Linked DNA regions of Mus musculus: region 2 is linked to region 1. Evidence: chromatin contacts called from public Hi-C data. All regions are on one chromosome and are shown on one strand. The core of a region is the stretch at or near the end of the contact, and the rest is flanking DNA. Distances in the headings are between cores, read along the strand shown.

Region 1 (3,486 bases), core at 438-2,937:
CTATCTAACCATCTACCTGAGCCTTGTTTGTTTTTTTTTTTTTTTAACTATTCCTTTCTCTTTTGTGATCCAGGTTTTTCCTCTACTGATCAAATTATATCTCCTTTAATATCTTTCTGATTAAACTTCTTCTCATTAGTGCAGCTGCATCTGTTCTTTCAGGTCCATGAAGCCTTTCATACAATTCATATTGTATCCTTATATTTTGCATAGTTGAGAAATCCTGTAAATAACAGTTCTTACACTGATTTATGTACTCTTGAACCTCTGATGAACTCATGTTTTCAGAGTTCTTTCCCACAGCCTTAATGGCTGTTCCGAAGGTCACAGCATCACCTTATTGCTGAGGGTCACTATACACATTCTTACTTTCTAAAATCCTGCTGTCTCTGATTATCGTGGAATCATTAACCTTGACAGGGAGAACATTCCCTGAAGGATGGATGAGAAGCAAAATATGTACATTACTATGCAAACAAGTGTTATGCCTACAGCAGGAGACCCACATCCTGCTGGCTCTGCTCCAGGGGTGGGACCTGGCACATGAGGTAGTTAATAAGGTTCTTCCTGGATGAGTGGCCACAGCAGTACTGATTCAAGATGGCCATAGTCATGCACAACCCAGTGGAAACAGCTACACAACACTTAATAGACATGTCACTTTGATTTCTGCCTTCCTCTTCAAAAATGTCTAGTCAGAACCTGTGTGTGTGTGTGTGTTTGTGTTTGTCTGTCTATCTATTCTCTTCTTCTCCTTCTCCCCCTCCCAATGCTTTTGTGTTCAGATTTCTCCTTTTAACGACACTAACCATCTTAGATTAGGGGACCACCCTACTGACTTTATCTTTATATCTTCAACAACCCATTTCTAAATGAAGTCACATTTTGAAGTATTTGGGGTTAAGACTTCAACATAAATTTTTAAGAGACATAATTTACCTCTTGTTACTATATGTGTGTGTGTGGCTGATATGTGAGAAATGTAGGGTGTAAAAGAGAAGGAAGTTAGGTCAAAAAGCAAGATCTTGGTAGGCCTTTTAATGTGATGATTGTGGTGGTGATGGTAATGGTTGCTATTGTTGATTGAGCAGCTGTTTTATAGCAGATATTACCCTCTGTATCTTGTATGGTTTAGGATGAATATTATAATTTCTTTGTTGGAAATAGAACATTGTTACATTGCCCAAGAAATTGTGATTCTCGTGCTTCAGTCTCCAGAGTGTTGGGATTGTAGGCATACACCATCACACAAGGCTGAATTAGTATATCTAATTCTTATCTTCCCCAGCTCTGGTGCTGATGTTGGAATCCAGAGCTAAGTACATGCTCTACCACTGAGCTACATCCGAAGCCCTAATCTTCAGCATTTTTTTTAGATGGAGAATTTGAGGTGCAATGATCTCTTAGCTCAACTTTGTAACTACCAAGACATTTCCCTCAAAGAGATTGCCTTTTCTGAAAAGTAGAGAGAGGAAAGGAAATAATGTCTGCTTACATTTTCTGTGGTGCAGGAACGCTGACTCAATGGGACTCCTAACTAGCCTTCTTGAAAGTTGACTGGTCAGTGTGAGGATTGAGTCACTGCTGTGGAATGTTTCCTGGCAGGAAACACTGTTTTTTAAGCCTCCAAGGGAAGGTTTAAAGAAGCCAAAGCCCTCCAGTAATCTCTGACTCATGGCTCCTTTACAGACTCACTTGTGAACGTTTCCCACAGTTTCCTGATGTTCCTTACGCTTAAGCTGTCTTGTCCTATCCCTTTTCAGTATGTGCCTTTATATCCCCACCCCCACCCACCAGCCCTGCCTACCCAGCCCTGCCTTTACAGCCCTTCCTTCCCAGCCCTGCCTTCCCAGCCCCACCTCCTCAGCCCCGCCTCCCCACACCTGCCTCCCAAGGCTCAAGAAGCACATGGAAGAGGATGTGGAAGGCTGATCAGAGCCAACAGCTGGAGAGGATGAGAACGAAACAGTGCCTTCTAGACCTGACAGAACTGACACACAACTGTACTTTCCTGCACAAGATCATGAAAGTAGGGAGTCAGTGAGCCTCTATCCAACTGAGGAGCTATGGACAGTTGATGGCTTCTAGGGAGAGTCAGTTTTCTATGAGGTCATGGCTCCTAGTGTCAACCATGTCCCTGCGATGGTCCTACATCCAGGAATATACAGATAGCACAGATTTGAGTTGATGGCTTACTAACAAAAAAATGACCAAAAAGAGGGGATAGGGAAGTAAGAGGAGTCAGGGTGACTATGATCAAAATAAATTGTATGAGATGCTCAAAGAGTTGATAAATATATTTTAAAATTTTGCAGTAACTCCAGTGGCAGTTAAACTGCTTCAACGGGTCTTCAAGATGCAAAAGGTGAGTTGTGTCAAGTCTGAGATTATTATGATTATTAATGCAGGAGCTTTGCATTAATACTGACTCAGGTCTGAGTTACTCCTAAAATGTGAAAGACCTACTATGCTTGAGGACAGAGAAAATTTGCAGGAGGGAGGGACAGAATTCCAGGTCTTCCGAGGATTTTAAGATTTTGTTCTGTTTTCTGAGACATGGGAACATAACGTTGAGATATTAATGATAATAATGAATCTATCTACCTATCATCCATATAATAATTCACTTTTTCTGCTGGGGAGGGAACCCAGGGTTTTGCATATGGTAGGTAGGTGGGCACTCTACCACTAACTGGCACTCCCACAACTTCACTTGAAATGAAGGCCTTGGGCAGCCTCCTCAGTGTAGAACTGTCTGTTTAATGACCCAACCTCAATGAGTCAGAGAAGCACAAGTTAGCAGCAGCATGGAGGTCAGTTGGTCTTTCCAACCTCCCTATGTGATAGGGGGAAGGGCAAGGAAGCAACAGTGACTTCCCCAGGCCACATGGTTCCACCTGAGTCAGAGCCTACATTTCCTTTGCTTGTTCTAAAATTTTATCTATTTTTATTTTGTGTATGAATGTTTTGTCTGCACACGTTCATGAATACCACATGCATGCACGGTACTTTGCGAAGCCAGAAGATAGCATCAGATCCCCTAGAACTGGAGTTACAGATGGTTGTGAGCCATCTGCTGGGAACAGAACCCTAGTCCTCTGCAAGAACAGCCAGTGCTCTTAGCCACTGAACCATTTCTCCAGGCCCTCAGATCCTATATTCTTGTCTGCATTTAAGTAACATAACACAACACAGTGGAATGAGATTTGCAAACACTGAAGTCTTAGGTCTATGAAATCTTTAAGCAACTTCATGTATTCTTGTTTTCCTTGGGAAATAGATACCATCTAGAGAGAGGGAATACCACAGAGGTATTTGGGAGTCAGACTGCCCCTTGATATGTTTGAATATACTTTAATATTTATTGATTGATTGATTGATTGATTGAGAGGAATTTTAGGTTGAATGCAGTTGTTTTCATTCTTTAAAAAAAAATGAAAACATAAAGGAAGAAGGAAGTTGGGTCTTGTACTGCCAAGACGAGAT
Region 2 (3,486 bases), core at 270-2,769, 66 kb before region 1:
CTTAGGTAGGATCTTATCTTTGATATTTCAGGTTCAGGGACCCATTATGTCTTCCCATCTAGAAATAATTAGCCTTCCATGTTCTGGTAAATTTTTTGGATATGTCTTTAAAAGTAGAAATGCTGTACTGACATATTCTTTATAAAATGATTTTCATGGGAAGTGTAGTTATATATTTGCACTGGCAGGCCATGCACTGAAAAATCCTAGAGATAATTGCTACCGTCTAAGTGTCATGTAGACTGACCCTCTCATTTTTTTTACACAGTAGAATATAATTTGTTTTGTATTTTCAGATTTTAGTTATTTCAATCCTTTTTCTTCAACCACAGACATCACCTTAATTATATTTTGCCTTAAACATGAAAATGTATCTTGAGTGCATAATTGATTCATGTTTATCTCCTTACTTCAATTTTATTTCTCCAAAAGTAACTTCAGTTTCCAAACTAATTTGCTTTTACGACCATTTATAAGGCACAAAAATCACTTGACTTGGATGATATTATTTGAAGTATTCTGTAACATAGTTAGTTAATGCCATGATCTGTTTATTTCTCAGGTTCAAAGTTCTAGCTAACCAGTATAAATCTATATACCCGACTTTGGAAATAGACATTGAAGGTGAATTACAGCAACTCAAGGTAATGCTTTCTTAGCTCAGCAATGGACTTTTAAATACTAACTTGCCAAACTGACATTTGAGTTTTTCATCCATTTCAGCTTTGTGTATTAACTAGTGACCAGTCATCCCTGGACATAGCATGTCTGTGTGACTTCACACAGTTGAGTCTCAATGGAAAACTGGATCGGAAAGGGAATGAGATGTGAAAGTAGCCAGATGATAGGTCTCAAATACACTTGCAGGAAACTTAGATGTTATTTAGGAGACCATGGAAAGCTATTGGAGAATTTTGAACACAAGGAAGCCCAGATTTGCATTATGAAGAAACCGTGCATGACTACTGACGTGTGGATCAATAAAGAAAGCCACAGTGTGGTAACTTGTAAAGTTGGCTGGTAGGATTGATAGTAGTTCCTGAGACAGCTAACTTTACTGGCCACCAGAGAAGACTGTCAGTCATAGCTGTGAGATGCCTGAGTTAGCAGAGCCTTCTCAATCATTGTTAAACCTCACATTGTTTCCTATATGCCTGGTGATTATTTCTTTAAAACTGTTCATTTTGTTTTCAGAACTGAGTAAGAATCTACATACCATATGCCATTCCTTACTAGTTGTAGACCTTAGGTCTGTTTATGATTTTTTAAAAATTTATTTATTATTAAACATAAGTACATTGTGTAGCAGTCTTTAGACGCACCAGAAGAGGGCATCAGATCTTGTTACGGGTGGTTGTGAGCCACCTTGTGGTTGCTGGGATTTGAACTCAGGGCCTTTGGAAGAACAGTCAGTGGGTGCTCTTACCTGCTGAGCCATCTCACCAGCCCTTGTTTATGATTCTTTTAAATTGGGTGTGGTGGCCTACACCGGTAATTTTTGTACTTTAGAGGTGGAAGCAGGAAGTTGATCACAAATTGAAGTACATACTGAGGTAGAGCTCAGCCTTGAGCAGGGCGAGGGTGGGAGTGGGGTGGGGCTCAAGGGGAGAAAAAAAAAAAACAAAACAAACAACAACAAAAGAAACCAAAGAAGATTTTCATAAGTAGCATATGTTGAACCAGGGCTTTGTTTTAGGCATATAGAAAGGACTAAAATATAAGTAAGAGATTAAAGACAAGTGTGAAGGAGGGGCCAGAGACATTCGTAACAGGTGCAACGTATTCCTTCAGGTGCCTGGTAAGCAGCTTCTGGGATTATTACTGCTGGTGTCCATAGTCAAAACCAGCATTTATTGCAGCTGTACTGCAGTCCCCAGGGACACTCTTATTTACAGTTTTTACATGTTTTACTTGAATTCTGAAGTTGAACATTACTAGCAACTCATGTTAGTACTTGGTACTATCGACTAATGACATACTGCAGTGTTGTTGTCAGAAAGAATGACAGCACCCAGTCTCTAATGTTTGAAAATTTGACAGTATAGTTTGTGTCCTTACCACATTTTGGTGTCTGATTTGAACTTGAAAATTGTTAGTTACATAGATTATAAATGCAGCTTTTCAAATACCTAAAAATAATTAAAAATGCCATCTAATATAAACAGATATTAGCTCTTTTTATTCTTCCTGAAAGCTAGTTTATGAAGTGAGCATTTGCGCTGTTGCCAGTGAAGTTGTTATAGAACTTTTAAATGTTACAGCGCATGTGTATGTGTGTGGCTCGGGACCTCACACATGCTAGGTAAGTACTCTGCTACTGTGCCACAGCCCTAGCCCTTGTATTACTAATCACTCTTTTCGAGAGACCAGAGCTAATCCAAATGTTGCACTAGGATGAGCCTGTCACCAGTGCCTTTCTGTTTCGGTTTGTCAGTTTCCACTGTGGAAGGCCAGGTAGTTTACTCTGTGACTGGTGTTACAATGTATTAGTGCACATGGAAACTGGTTTTTGTCTTTGTGTAGGGTTATATGGAAAGGATTAAACCGATGGTGAAAGATGGAGTTTATTTCCTATATGAGGCCCTCCATGGACCACCCAAGAAAATCTTGGTAGAAGGTGCAAACGCAGCATTGTTAGATATTGATTTTGGTAAGTGAGATATGATTTATAGGGAGTTTGACTGAGCTCAAAGTACTTAGATATGATATTAATGTTAGCATTAGGAGGTTATAAATAGTGCATTTAGCTTGTGTATTTGGGAATGAGGTAGCTTGTCAATATAGTTAAGTTTTTGGGTTTTTTTTTTTTTTTAAGAATATTGTAGCAAGCACAGTATACATTTTTATAGTTCATTAAAAATGGAATCATTTGGATTCTGTGGGTTCGGAGTTCTGCAGATTGTGAATTGTTGATTTATTCAACTACTGTTTCTCTGGAACTGTAAAATAATAAGATCACCTTTAAGTCTTTTAAAATATAAAAGTTGGATTAAACATATTTTGAGATCTAGGAAAGTCTGTTTATGCTAACTCTGTGCATGACACTTTGATAGACTCAGTCTTTCTTCCATCCTCATGGCTAAGTTAAACTTATTTAGATGACTGTCTTCATTAGTTTGTTGGTGGTTACATCTAAATGTTTTCATATACTGTTAACAGTTCTGGGGAACATTTCTTTTTTATTTGTTTTTTTTTGTTTTATGGTTTGAGTGTTTTGCCTCCATGTATTTTGTACACCACATGGATGAAGGGGCCTTGGAGGCCTGAAGTCCTTGGATCTCCTGGAAATAGAGTTACAGGTGGCTGTTGAACCATCATTTGGGTGCTGGTAATCAAAGCTGGGTCCTCCGGAAGAGCAGCAAGTGCTCTTACTTACCTCAGCCTCTTGACATTTCATTGGCTCTAGATACTAACTAAAGAGAATATATTTGTCTATAATAGATACAGTATCCTTTTATCCTATAGTATGCCTTCTCAATCTGGAAA

Evidence for each region. Hi-C and Micro-C count contacts between places; a contact is called where the count stands out from the background.
Region 2: a contact with region 1 is called in a Hi-C map of trophectoderm, with 4 times the contacts expected there. The contact joins two enhancer-like sites. A contact is called at or near these places in 1 of 15 datasets of contacts at CTCF or cohesin (the NIH/3T3 cell line), 46 of 484 Hi-C or Micro-C datasets (3T3-L1-derived adipocytes, the AML12 cell line, the C10 cell line and 25 more), 6 of 115 datasets of contacts at active chromatin or transcription factors (the HPC-7 cell line, the NIH/3T3 cell line, bone marrow-derived dendritic cells and 3 more) and 2 of 9 other capture datasets (embryonic stem cells and pancreatic islet).

What each region holds. Positions count from the first base shown.
Region 1 is chr1:177,707,087-177,710,572 of GRCm38.p6, reverse strand. Gm30115 (a long non-coding RNA gene) reads left to right here. Exons shown (of 5, transcript XR_373742.2): 4 at 2,316-2,365. Among named protein-coding and RNA genes, the nearest start is that of 1700016C15Rik, 21 kb to the left of the region's middle. Within about 2 kb of position 1,687, at least 108 of the 459 cell types and tissues checked have an H3K27ac peak or open chromatin away from gene starts, as enhancers often do. A contact at or near this core is called in trophectoderm, where this site is marked.
Region 2 is chr1:177,772,739-177,776,224 of GRCm38.p6, reverse strand. It overlaps Adss (adenylosuccinate synthetase, non muscle), which reads left to right. Exons shown (of 13, transcript NM_007422.3): 7 at 563-644; 8 at 2,524-2,650. Among named protein-coding and RNA genes, the nearest start is that of Adss, 22 kb to the left of the region's middle. Within about 2 kb of position 1,519, at least 3 of the 459 cell types and tissues checked have an H3K27ac peak or open chromatin away from gene starts, as enhancers often do. A contact at or near this core is called in trophectoderm, where this site is marked.